2 separate regions of the Culex quinquefasciatus genome follow, and region 2 is linked to region 1. A link is a contact called in public Hi-C data. All regions are on one chromosome and are shown on one strand. The core of a region is the stretch at or near the end of the contact, and the rest is flanking DNA. Distances in the headings are between cores, read along the strand shown. Region 1 holds the start of LOC119766159 (proteasome-associated ATPase-like). Region 2 holds the start of LOC6033008 (tyrosine-protein kinase receptor torso).

Region 1 (3,018 bases), core at 375-2,874:
ACGAGCTGGATAGCGTGTTGGCGACCATTAGCGGAACATTGTCCAGGTCGATCCAGCCGCAATCCTTGATGGCACTGGCGATGCGCGCCAGCGGTAGCGAATCATCCCAGAGGCGAATCATCCCAGAACCGGTGCATTGAAAGAGGTCTTTCCGTCGTGATATAGTGATAGAGTGTAAGAAACAAAAATTAATAAATTTGATTTACACGAAATTCTTTATTCGAACTGTATTTACACAAAATTAAAAGCGAAATCGTTCCCGTTCTAGAAATTGATTAGGTTGACCTGCTGCTTGAACGCTCAGCTTTACTTGAACGGATGATGCAGCGCTATCTGCGGCTCGATCTACACTTTTGGACGACTTTGATTAAAATTGGGATTATTCTACATCAGAATCGCGGAACAGCAGTGGAGCGGCCGATTTGTTCATCATTCTCACTTCTACGAGTCGAACGTTGTCAACTGTTTGCCTGCCACACTGTTTGACTTCATCCAGGTTACCAACCGCGTCGTTCTCGATTGGTGACAACGTACCGGACGTCACCAGCTGAAACGATTTCCCCGAGCCAGGAGGTCCGTGCGGCAGAAATCCACGCGGCGACGGCAATCCAATGTGCCGATAAACCTCCGGATGCTTCACGTGCAGCAACAACTCGCTCACATCGCTCAAGATCTTGTCTATTCCAACAGAATCCTCGAAGCTCGTGTTTACCAGCTTGGACAAAACCTCCATCTTGAAGTGCTTCGATCGCTCCGACCGATGTCCTGCATGCCTGCGCTGGAGGAGAGAAGGTGGTATGTCTTAAAATCTATTGGATGTTCGATGAACTTACGTTCCCAGGACGATTCTGTACTCTACGCTTAAGTGGTAGTAGCAGATTCTCGGTTGTTCGCAAACTCGGACACACGTCTGGGGCGGACAGGCTGGGAAGCAGCGGTGTTTGGTGGTGGCACTGGTGCTAAAGGCCAGATGACGGAACGGTGAACAGGAGTTTGGGTTGGCGTTTGATGGGAACCCGCTGGCCAGGTCAGTAGGATGGTCGAAGGACGGATGCGTCTAGACAAGACCATGCGTTTTTTGCGGCGGGCAGGGAGTCGGTGGTGTGCGAGTTCTACCAGGAAAAGGCGGGCGTCTGGTCAGCGATGATTTGATTCCAAAATTACTAGTTCACGGCGGGAACTGTCGATGTTTGAGCAGGACGTAGGTAGACCGGTGCCAGAGGAGTTGAGTGCGAAGCGGCTCAGAACAGTCACAGTAGCCGAGGATTTCCTTTCCTGCCTAAACATGGTCGCAAATCTCGATGAACTGCCCAATCTCCAGTTGATTATCACGAGCTTAATGCGGCGTGGATTACGGCAAATCTTCGACACAGTTTCCTTTGGTGGCCTAGCTAAATAATTAATTATTAACTGCGTCGATGTCGTAACAGCGCCGGAAAGCAAACCGAATCCGGGGGCAAAAACGAGGGTAATAAAACGGTTCCGTAGTCGTTCCGGACACGAAAATCCAGTGTCCGATGATTCTATTTGGCCAGTTCTCAATATGGAACGGAATTTTAGCGTCCGGAACGGCCACAGAACCGTTTTTTTGCCGGAGAAAATTACGCGACAAACCGAATCGTTTGCTGAGCAGCTCCAAAAAATTAAGTCCAATTTTGACAGCTCAGTGTTTCGGCCATGCGACACCTACACTTCCAAAACAAAACTAAGTTGGCTCGAGTAGCTTTCATTGGGTAGTTTCGCTAAAATGGGTACTTTTGGCCTTTGAAAGGCTAGTTAGATTTTGAGTTAAACGAATTGTTGTTTTTTTTTTTTAATTTGATTATTATGATTTTCTACTAAACATAGATTCTGCCGAATGGTTTTCTGCTAAACGACTTATTCGGCTCAATGATCTTTTCTGCCTTTTGTACTATTCCGCTCAACGACATTCTGCCAAACGACTTATTCGGCCTAACGAGTTATTCTGCCATTTGTACCATTCCGCCTAATGACATTCTGCCAATTGATTTTCTGCTGAACAAGCTTTTCTGCCAAATGTATTTTCTGCCGAATGACCTTTTCTGCCGAATGACCCATTCCGCCGATTGTTTTTCTGCCGTTCGGCTTTCCGCCGAATGTCATTCTGCCGAATAATTTTCTGCCGAATGGCCCAGTCCCTCTCTTTCTTACTTTTGAAATATGTATTCAAAAATTCTTCATTTTCCTTTACTTTCTTCTTCCAGGTCGACCAGCGCCACGGGTCACGTGGTGGCACGACGGCGTCGAAATCTCCGGCACCAGTCATCCGTCCGCCGTGGAGGGCGCCGCGGCCATGGTGAACCAGCTGTTCATGGGGACCGTCTCGCGGGACCTGTACGGGGCCAAGTTTGTGTGCCGGGCGGCCGGCTCGAAGCTGGTGCCGCCCGTCAGCAAGGAGGTCGCCATCCAGGTGCACTGTGAGTATTGATTAAAATATAAAATTTTAGTATATCGCTTGATAACAAATATTTCTTTGAAAGGATGAAAATCGCCATCCACTAAAATTTGGTACAAAAAAACAAGTCAGTTAAAATTAAAAAAAAACATGTTTCGGAGAGCGACACTGGAAGGATTTGAATTTATTTGTGAAATAATATACACATACAAAAATGGTGGTAATATCCATCAGGAAATGATGACAGATTTTGTGTCAAAAAAAGTCCTTTGTCAAAAGTAATATTGCATCAGAAACTGGTGAATTTTCATGAGGTTCACATTTTAACATATTTTTATGTAATATTTCTCAAGAAAGAGGTAATATTAAAAAAATCAAATTTCACATTTATACGCGAATTGATTTGAAATTCAATAATTTAAAAGTTTTGTATATATTTATCATAAGTTTCTTTTTTCATAAAAAAACCACTTTTTAATGCCACCAAAACAAAATTTGTATCATACTGAAAATGCCTATAATTTGGAAATAGTTTTGAATTCTGATTTTGGCAAACTTGTTAATTATAAATTAACTGTCCTTATTGTAAAATTGTGCAAAGA
Region 2 (3,018 bases), core at 190-2,689, 340 kb after region 1:
GAATGCTCCTTCGCCAAGGACTTCCAAAAGTTGAACTCGCTCGAACTCGATCTCCATTGCGTCGTCGAACGCTGGCAGTGAGGTGACTGCCTCTTGCTGCTGCTTGACCGGCTCCAGCTTGATACCGTATTCCGAGTCCTGATCGTGAAAAGTTCCCTTGTTACGCATCTTTCGACAAATCACAAGACTAACCGAACAAAGTGAAAAGATTGCACTAATCACAATCGCCAGTATCCAGTGACCGCTCCAATCGGCAAGTGCCGCAACAGGACCAACGTTCAACGCCCGGATGATACTCTGCGCTGGTGACGATCGATTATTTGCGTGAGCCGTAATCATCACCTCATACTGTGGTCCGCTCAATTCAAACGACTCAATGAGAAGGTGACTCTGCGTGCCTCTGACATTTTGCTCGACCGAGTTGGCCGTTTCGTCGTTGGCTCCAAGATCCAGATCGAACAGCTTCACAATGTAGAAATCCGGGAGGAAACGCGGCTGATCCCAACTTATGTTGAACTGGTAGCGATCTTCAGGCAAACGTTTGGCGATCACCCGGATATTTTGAACAGCTTCTGGGTCGCAAAAGTCCCCACTGTTGTACCAATCGAGACAGTTGGGAGTACTAAACGACGTCCAGTGGAGCTCGCTTTGGAACGTTGGATGACGGGGATTCGTTGCACGTATCGCGATCTCATACTCTTCGTTCAACAGCAACGACTCGATCGTGTGACGGTACAGACTGGAGGTTTGATCCACGTAAACCTGCTGCAACTGGTAGTCTGGGGACTCATTGGCGTAGCATAGAACCTCGTAATGACAGCTACGATCGCTGGACGGTTCCCAAGCTATGATTGCGTCCAGCAAGGAAGGATTGTCGGAGTTTGCACTGTAGCTCACAACACTAATTTCGGTGATCTCTCCCGGTTGGTAGTCGAGTGGAAGCGTTTCAAGTGTTTGTTCTTGTGCGGTCATGAGTTCACCACTTGAACTGAGAATGGTCGCAGACACGATGAACGGTTTATTCGGGAACAGGTTCTCGATTCGAACTACCGAACTGTTGCTGACGTAAACGATCAGCCCACTGTTCAACAAGGCGTCCACTTCTTTCACTTTGATCACGTAAATGTATACGACATTCGTAGCATTACCGTCGAACTGCTGCCGAACGTCAACCATCAACGTTGTACTATCGCGACAAACCAACTCAACTCGGAACGACTTGTGCGGATGTTCAAACGTAACTCCATCCAGCACTCCGGGTTCCGAACACCGCTCGTAGCACTTCTCCTTTAGCTCCACTCCTCGTGCCAAGCATTTCGCAACACAGGCACTTATCTTGTACAACTCCTGCTCCTCCTGATCGGTGTGAAGTCGCAGCTGATTGCAACAGACTTGGTTTAACGTAACAATCACCACCAACAGTGCCGTCAACGGAGACATCGTGCGTGATCTACCGTGTACGACCAACGAATCCAAACTGGTTGCTTTCTCTTTTGCAGCAACAAACGAGTGATGACAGGTTTGGACACTTCCGTACACTTTATACCGCGTGTTTGAGGCGGTCAGGTACTTGAATACGGATTTGGGCCAGGTAAGAGCAGGCAGCCCTGGACGGTTCTACTTGTTGTTTTTTCCCCCTTTCTGCTAGTTCTAGTTCTTATTGCTGAAGAGACACACTGATAGAAGTTAGATTGTGGTTCTACCTAATGCTGGAATGTTCTGCCTGCGCTGCCAGAAAATAGTTTGATTTGTTCTTTCTGGAGACATGCACCAATCCAGATTATTATTACAAGACTCCTATCCAGATTACTATCATACGGCAATAATTCCAATTCAATTTGTTAAATGATCAAACGAGGGTACAAACTGGCATTTTAAACTCAATTTTGCCCAAAATTTTGATTTAAGCAACTTTAAAAGTTAAAGTTTTGTGGTGGATAGATAAATAATTTAGTCGAGACAAAATTATCTTTGAAAATTTTAATCATAATTTCGCAAGGTGGCTCATCATACTCTTCCTTTCTGGTGGTGGCATGAAACATGCATAACGCGTGTTTTTCTATCCCTATACGAAAGCTTTTATGCTTTCTCCCCCAAGAAAGTTGCAAGGGTTCAAGTCTCTACTAAAAATTATGTAGAGTATGTTAAGAAGCTTACAGCTTACCCTTCTTGAATGGAATATATGCTGTGAAAGCGACAGCATTCAAACAAGAAACATCAAACTCTACAACTTTAACGAGCCAAATCGCTTTGTTGGTAAAAGTGTGAAACATTTTGTTCATCTACTAAAATGTTTACAAAAATGGTTTTGTTACAAAAAAAAAGTTCGTTTATATTTAGTTTTTATTCAATATCTATTCAATTAAAAAACCAATGATTTTACTTTCAAGTTAAAATTTATTAAATAAAATGATCAGTTTTTTCTACTTTTCACCAAATCAATTCCAATAAGAATTTCATTAAACAAATGTTTTGTACACAGGTATGAAAATTCATACCACTTCAACTTTTTCAGAAAGCTGCATCTGTTAAGCCCTTGAAACTGCACAAATGTTTCCACTGTTCAGTGAAAGCTCATCTCCAGTTTGATGAAGCAAAATGTATTGCGAGCATCTTACAATCCACCCATACTGGGTTCGAGCCTCAGCCAAATCAGAGTGCAGGCAAATTGAACAGACTGCGCATTCCGAAATATCTTTTCAATTGAGCGTAACTTTGAGTGAAAACAAGCACGGTTACACCGTAATGAAAAGATATTGTAGCATTCTTCGATGGAATCTCCTAATGAGAAAGTCATGCTTTGCAAACCGTGCGTAATGTCCCCCAAAGCACATTGATTCGAACAGTCGTGGAGCTTAATCGTAGGAATGGAGCTTTTTCGAAATGCTTGCGTGAAATATTTCCGAAATTGGAAATGTTTCAAACTGATTGATATTGAAATGAAAAATAGATTTTTTAGACGAAGATAGTTTATGGCATGACTGCTCACAAATCAGCATTTTTTTTTTAAGTTAAAAG

What was found. A called contact is a pair of places that touch in the nucleus more often than the background predicts.
Region 2: a contact with region 1 is called in a Hi-C map of whole body, with 4 times the contacts expected there. The contact joins the promoter of LOC6033008 here to the promoter of LOC119766159 in region 1. A contact is called at or near these places in 2 of 2 Hi-C or Micro-C datasets (both in whole body).

The regions. Positions count from the first base shown.
Region 1 is chr1:14,580,410-14,583,427 of VPISU_Cqui_1.0_pri_paternal, forward strand. It overlaps LOC119766159 (proteasome-associated ATPase-like), which reads right to left and starts at 1,625. Exons shown (of 3, transcript XM_038250686.1): 1 at 1,446-1,625; 2 at 1,165-1,387; 3 at 232-778. The coding sequence starts at 1,287. The coding sequence ends at 380. It overlaps LOC6033016 (hemicentin-2), which reads left to right. Exons shown (of 16, transcript XM_038250519.1): 6 at 2,226-2,438. It overlaps LOC119766308, which reads left to right. Exons shown (of 2, transcript XM_038250796.1): 2 at 1-173. The coding sequence ends at 140.
Region 2 is chr1:14,917,566-14,920,583 of VPISU_Cqui_1.0_pri_paternal, forward strand. LOC6033008 (tyrosine-protein kinase receptor torso) reads right to left here and starts at 1,440. Exons shown (of 1, transcript XM_001843466.2): 1 at 1-1,440. The coding sequence starts at 1,440.